Linked DNA regions of Ovis aries: region 2 is linked to region 1. The links are chromatin contacts, called in public Hi-C maps. All regions are on one chromosome and are shown on one strand. The core of a region is the stretch at or near the end of the contact, and the rest is flanking DNA. Distances in the headings are between cores, read along the strand shown.

Region 1 (2,846 bases), core at 291-2,790:
CCAGGAGGCATTTCGCAAATGCTGATTTGCTGAGCGATAAAGGGCAAGTCTGTTGGCGTCTCTGGTCCTAGTTTCTCCGATTAGGAGGAATTGCTCATGATGAATGCTAAATTGCTATCTCTGAGCTTTTGAGAGTCTGTGATTTTACTTATCTCTGGCTTCTAGCTCCAACCTGGGGGCTAAGTGTCAAAATTCAAAAAGGAAGGAAAGAAGGAAGGAAGTTGGGCAGCGTTTGCCTCAGACCTAGTCTCAGTGCCCCCTAGTGGCCATATCTGGGAACAACAAGCAGAACTTCGGAATTGACCTTCAGGCAGAGGGCATCACCGACTCAATGGACAAGAGTTTGAGCAAACTCCAGGAGCTGGTGAAGGACAGGGAACCCTGGAGTGCTGCAGTCCATGGAGTCGCAAAGAGTCGGACACGACTGAGCAACTGAACAACAACTGAGACGACAGCCCCACTCCCGCCGTCCATAGGCAGTGGGTCTTCTGGAAAAGGAGATTCCAGCTCGCTCTCTTAAGGTAACAACTCCCAGCCCAAGGCAATGTTCATAACATTTACCTAGAGTACCCCACACACAGCTTAGAGTGAGGCTAGCCTCTGCTCTGCACAGGTGACTGCTAGACAGACACCGTTGCTATTTGCAGGGGACTGATTATAGGATCTGCCACCCCTATTCCAATCCCTCCCCCAAATGAATAACATTTGAGCATACTCAAATCCCTCGTAAAAAATACAGTAGTACAATTGGCCCTACATATCTGCAGATGCAGGATCCATGGAAATGGAGGGCTGACCATATGTTGCCCCAGGTGAAGATGGCCCCTCCAACATTTGCAACCTCCTTATTGGCTTGTATTCTTAAGTAGAGATGGTGAATTTCTTGATGTAGAGTAGGTATTTAATCTTCACAAAATTAATGCTGAGAATACTGGGCTGTGTTTATAGGGGTAGCTTAGCTTAGTCTGACGGAGCCTAGAAAATCCCATGGGCGGAGAAGCCTGGTAGGCTGCAGTCCATGGGGTTGCGAAGAGTCGGACATGACTGAGTGACTTCACTGTCCCTTTTCACTTTCATGTATTGGAGAAGGAAATGGCAACCCACTCCATGGTTCTTGCCTGGAGACTCCCAGGGATGGGGGAGCCTGGTGGGCTGCTGTCTATGGGGTCACACAGAGTCGGACACGACTGAAGCGACTTAGCAGTAGCAGCAGCAGCAGCTTAGTCTGAAGCCAAATGCTGAGGGTCATGGCTAGGCTCAGGTTGGGGCTGGTATGGGAGATGCATCAGAAAACAGGCCTTTTCCCGATCCTAAAGGCAATGTCTGTTCTCTAACCCAGGCTCAGTGTCCTGAGGCCTAAGACCTGCCTGGAGCCACAGAATCCAGTCTCTGTTGGCCCCTCCAGGGCACCTCCTCTCTGCCCTGCCTGCCTCCCCATGGAAACACTCCGGAGAAGCCAGCTCCCTGCCCTTCCATGAGAAGCCCCTTGCAGACCTCTACTGTCACCTCTAGGTGGTTCAGATCAGGAGCCTCTCTGGTCTGCACTTTGCTACTTTGCCCTTCCTGGCAAATTTCCAGTCACCCATTAAGTCCCAGCTCAGGCTGGGGCCCCAGCTCACCAAGGACCACCAGGGTTGGACTAGAGGCCTCTCTGTCACAGCTCTGACCACTCTGAGTATCCTCAGCTGTTTCCAGCGTTTGTTTGTTTCTGCTCCCAAGCTCATAGCTTGTGGCAAAGAGAAATGGTCCCTGAGGTAAATGGTTGGGACAGGCATTGCATGCGTGCATGCTAAGTCACTTCAGTCTTGTCAGACTCTGTACGACCCTATGGACCCTAAACTGCAGGCTCCTCTGTGTCTGGGGTTCTCCAGGCAAGAATACTGGAGTGGGCTGCCAGTCCCTCCTCCCGGGGATCTTCCAGTCCCAGGGATCGAACCCACGTCTCCTGCATTGACAGGCAGGTTATTAGTGCCATCCAGGAAGCCCCAGGACAGGTGTTAGGCAGTGGAAAATGAGAAGTTCCCTTAGCTCAAGTGGGAAAGATCCCAAAAAGTATTCGGTACTCATTGAACTGAATGGAATTAGAATAGAGAGCCAGCATCTTGTGAGATCCAGGTGTGCATGAAATCACTAGATGCCAGCAGGCCAGGCCTTAGTTGTGGTATAACTAAGGCCAGAAGCAAGGAGCATGGTTGAGTGATCCATATGGACCTTTCTAGCTCAGCTATTCCAAGACCTTACTGCAGGAGAGTAGCCTTTCCCAGGGGAGGTAGGCAGCTGTGAAGGGGGCTCCAGTGAGCCCTGCCCCCTGGTGTTCACTGTGTGTTGTGTAATCCTCACGAGTACGAGTGGGACGTAGTGACTTCCATCTAAAGAAGAATATGGCAAAAGTGATAGGTTGTCACTACTGAGATTAGATTATAGAAGACTATGGTTTCTATGATGCTGAAGATGAAACTCCAATACTTTGGCCACCTGATGTGAAGAACCGACTCATTGGAAAAGACCCTGATGCTGGGAAAGATTGAAGGTGGGAGGAGAAGGGGATGACAGAGGATGAGATGGTTGGATGGCATTACCGACACGATGGACATGCGTTTGAGTAAGCTCCGGGAGTTGGTGATGGACAGGGAAGCCTGGTGTGCTGCAGTCCATGGGGTTGCAAAGAGTCAGATACAACTGAGGGACTGGACTGAACTGAACTGATGTTTCTGTTTGAACTCTGGTTCTTCTTGCTTACTCTCTCTGATGCAGCCAGCTGCCATGCTGTGAGCTACTCTACCAAAAGGCCCATGTGGCAAGGAACTGGGAGTGGCCTCCAGTCAAAGCCAGTGAGAAGTGAATCC
Region 2 (2,700 bases), core at 61-2,560, 68 kb before region 1:
GGAAAAAAAAAAAAAAAAAGACCTCGTGAATGTATGGCCCTTAAATATGAAGGACCACATTTAAGGGGTGGGATGATGGGCACAAAGAATACTTTATTCCAAAACTAATTAAAAGTCTTTGGAAAAGACAGTAGTCTTTTGAAGTTGTTTCTGTGGCTGAATAGATGGCCTGAATCAACATTTTAAACCAAAAGAACATTAATATAGAACTACTGTCAATCTTCTCATTACAATGACCTTCCTTTATAATTTTATAGAATAGCTGCCAGGCAACAACCAATCATTTCTGAGCTGGTCCACTCAGATACAGATATGGTCTGCCACATATTAAAGACTCCACTGCCTAATAATGTCATTGTAAAGATCTAGATGATTTTCTACATTTAACCTATACATATAAGCCCATGTCTAGATGGAACAAATTATTCAAGTACTAACATCATTTAGGGACCTATATCTTATTCACTGAAAGTACAGTGGCAGAATATTAGGATATTTATAGCTTTGAAAAATTCACCTCCAGGAGAATCTAAAATTATTATTTATTACCTGGGCAATTTCTCTAAAACACTGTCCAACTGATATTTATTAAAGGAACACATATACAGAAAGGTTTCAAAACACAAACAAGATGTCACTATTTTATCACTCAAAAACAAATTACAGTCACAAGAAACACAACTAAGAATTCATAAAAGCTGCTCCAACTTCCCCAAAACATACAAGATAACTCTCAGGAATGGCATACTAAATTCATAAGCAGTAATTATTACCCAGCCCAAAACTCTCTCTCCTTTGTCTCATTCACCTTTATTCATCCTTCATGTCTCAACTTAGGAATCCCTTATTGTAAGAGGCCTCTCCTGACCCCCCTCACCAAACTAAGATAAATGACATTCCTACATGTTCCCAAAGAAGCCTGTTCTTCCCTGGTCTTACAACTGCATGATGATGGAGTCTAACACAAAGTAGTATAAGATGGCTAAGCAAGAGGATCCAACTCCCTTCTCTCTCTCTCTCTCTCTCTCTCTCTCTCTCACACACAAAAATGAAATGTTAACTCAGTTCAATTAGAACATACACTTCTGTGACAACCCCTCAGGCCAGTAACTCATAAAAAATATTTCTATTGTCCAGTCAATTTTTTCCCAAAGATTTAAAAATATCTCAGGCACTCTCAATTCAAACAGAAGTTTTGGTTCTGATAACTCTGTCACATGCTTTCCCTAAAAGCACATGCTCTAGAACTTTGTTTATTCAGTTATAAGGCCTATCACTGACCTCTGTTAGACCTCTAAGAGACATCTAACCAGCAGAAGGGAGTGTGATGTAAGGGGGGCAGCACAATGCTGTGAAAGAGACGGGTTTCCAAACACACAGGAACTAGCTATCCTGCCACCATAAGATTTTTAATTTTCTTAATAAAAAAGAAAAACTTTTTCGTAAAAAATAAAATACGCAATAATTAACTTGATAATTATTAAAGATGGTGCACATGGGTTCACTGGGCTTCCCTGATAGCTTCAGTTGGTAGAGAATCCGCCTGCAATGCAGGAGACCCCGGTTCAATTCCTGGGTCAGGCAGATCCGCTGGTGAAGGGATAGGCTACCCATTCCAGTATTCTCAGACTTCCCTTGTGGCTCAGCTGGTAAAGAATCCGCCCGCGATGTGGAAGACCTGGCTTTGATCCTTGGGTTGGGAAGATCCCCTGGAGAAGGGAAAGGCTACCCACTCCAGTATTCTGGTCTGGAGAATTCCATGGACTGTATAGTCCATGGGGTCTCAAAGAGTTGGACACGACTGAGTGACTTTCACTTTCATGTGGGTTCATTAACCAATTCGCCTCTACTTTTATGTATGTACAAAACCCAATTTAGAGAATTTAGTTACTTCCATTCTTACCACTTCAATTATTTTAGTTTTTAATTAACCAATGGCCCTTTAATAATGTTAAGAATATTAATTTCCCCCTGAACCAAAAATCAACAAATAACGAGTCTGGAGGGTATGGTTAGCTGAACCCTGAGATAAGAAAGCTGAATTATACATTCACTACTAACTGTTCAATGCTAAATATATCTGAGAAGAAATCAGGACTCTGACATATAACTTGGAGACACAGCTCCACCATCTAGCCTGTCAACAGTGGATTATTCTAGTTAATGCAATGGACGCTGGACTTCACTGTGCTAGGGACATTAGAAAATAGAAAAATGAATAAGCTGGGGGTCCTTGTTCACTAGCTGCCCTCATGTGTTACCTCTCAAAAACTCGTTCCCATGCCATCCACCCCTTGACTACTATCTGCTATCTCTCCAGGTCATTTCCTCTGCTGTCCTGATTCTTTCTCCCTGTCTCCGTCACGCTTGTCAAAATCTCAAACCACTCACTCCACTCCGGCCACACTAACTTCTTAGCCATTCCTTGAAAACCTCAAGAACACGCCTTGTGGTTTCCTACTTCTTGGCCTGGAACAGTCTTCCCCTCTTAGATACAGCGTCGCTGTTGTTCAGTCACTAAATCGTCTCTGACTCTTCGCCACGCCATGAACCGCAGCACGCCCCCGTTCCCTGTCTACCACTATCTCCTGGAGTCTGCTCAAGTTCATGTTCATTGACTCGGTGATGCTATCTAACCATCTCATCCTCTGATACATGGCATGTTCCCTCATTTTTTTCAGCTATCTGCTCAAATGAGAC

Evidence for each region. Hi-C and Micro-C count contacts between places; a contact is called where the count stands out from the background.
Region 2: a contact with region 1 is called in a Hi-C map of liver, with 4 times the contacts expected there. The contact joins two enhancer-like sites. A contact is called at or near these places in 9 of 16 Hi-C or Micro-C datasets (blood, hypothalamus, liver and 4 more).

The regions. Positions count from the first base shown.
Region 1 is chr15:53,976,740-53,979,585 of ARS-UI_Ramb_v3.0, reverse strand. It overlaps DGAT2 (diacylglycerol O-acyltransferase 2), which reads right to left. Exons shown (of 8, transcript XM_027979550.3): 8 at 1-2,846. Among named protein-coding and RNA genes, the nearest start is that of UVRAG, 20 kb to the left of the region's middle. Within about 2 kb of position 1,540, at least 1 of the 54 cell types and tissues checked has an H3K27ac peak or open chromatin away from gene starts, as enhancers often do. A contact at or near this core is called in liver, where this site is marked.
Region 2 is chr15:54,044,566-54,047,265 of ARS-UI_Ramb_v3.0, reverse strand. All of the region lies in intron 2 of UVRAG (UV radiation resistance associated), which reads right to left. Among named protein-coding and RNA genes, the nearest start is that of UVRAG, 48 kb to the right of the region's middle. Within about 2 kb of position 1,310, at least 2 of the 54 cell types and tissues checked have an H3K27ac peak or open chromatin away from gene starts, as enhancers often do. A contact at or near this core is called in liver, where this site is marked.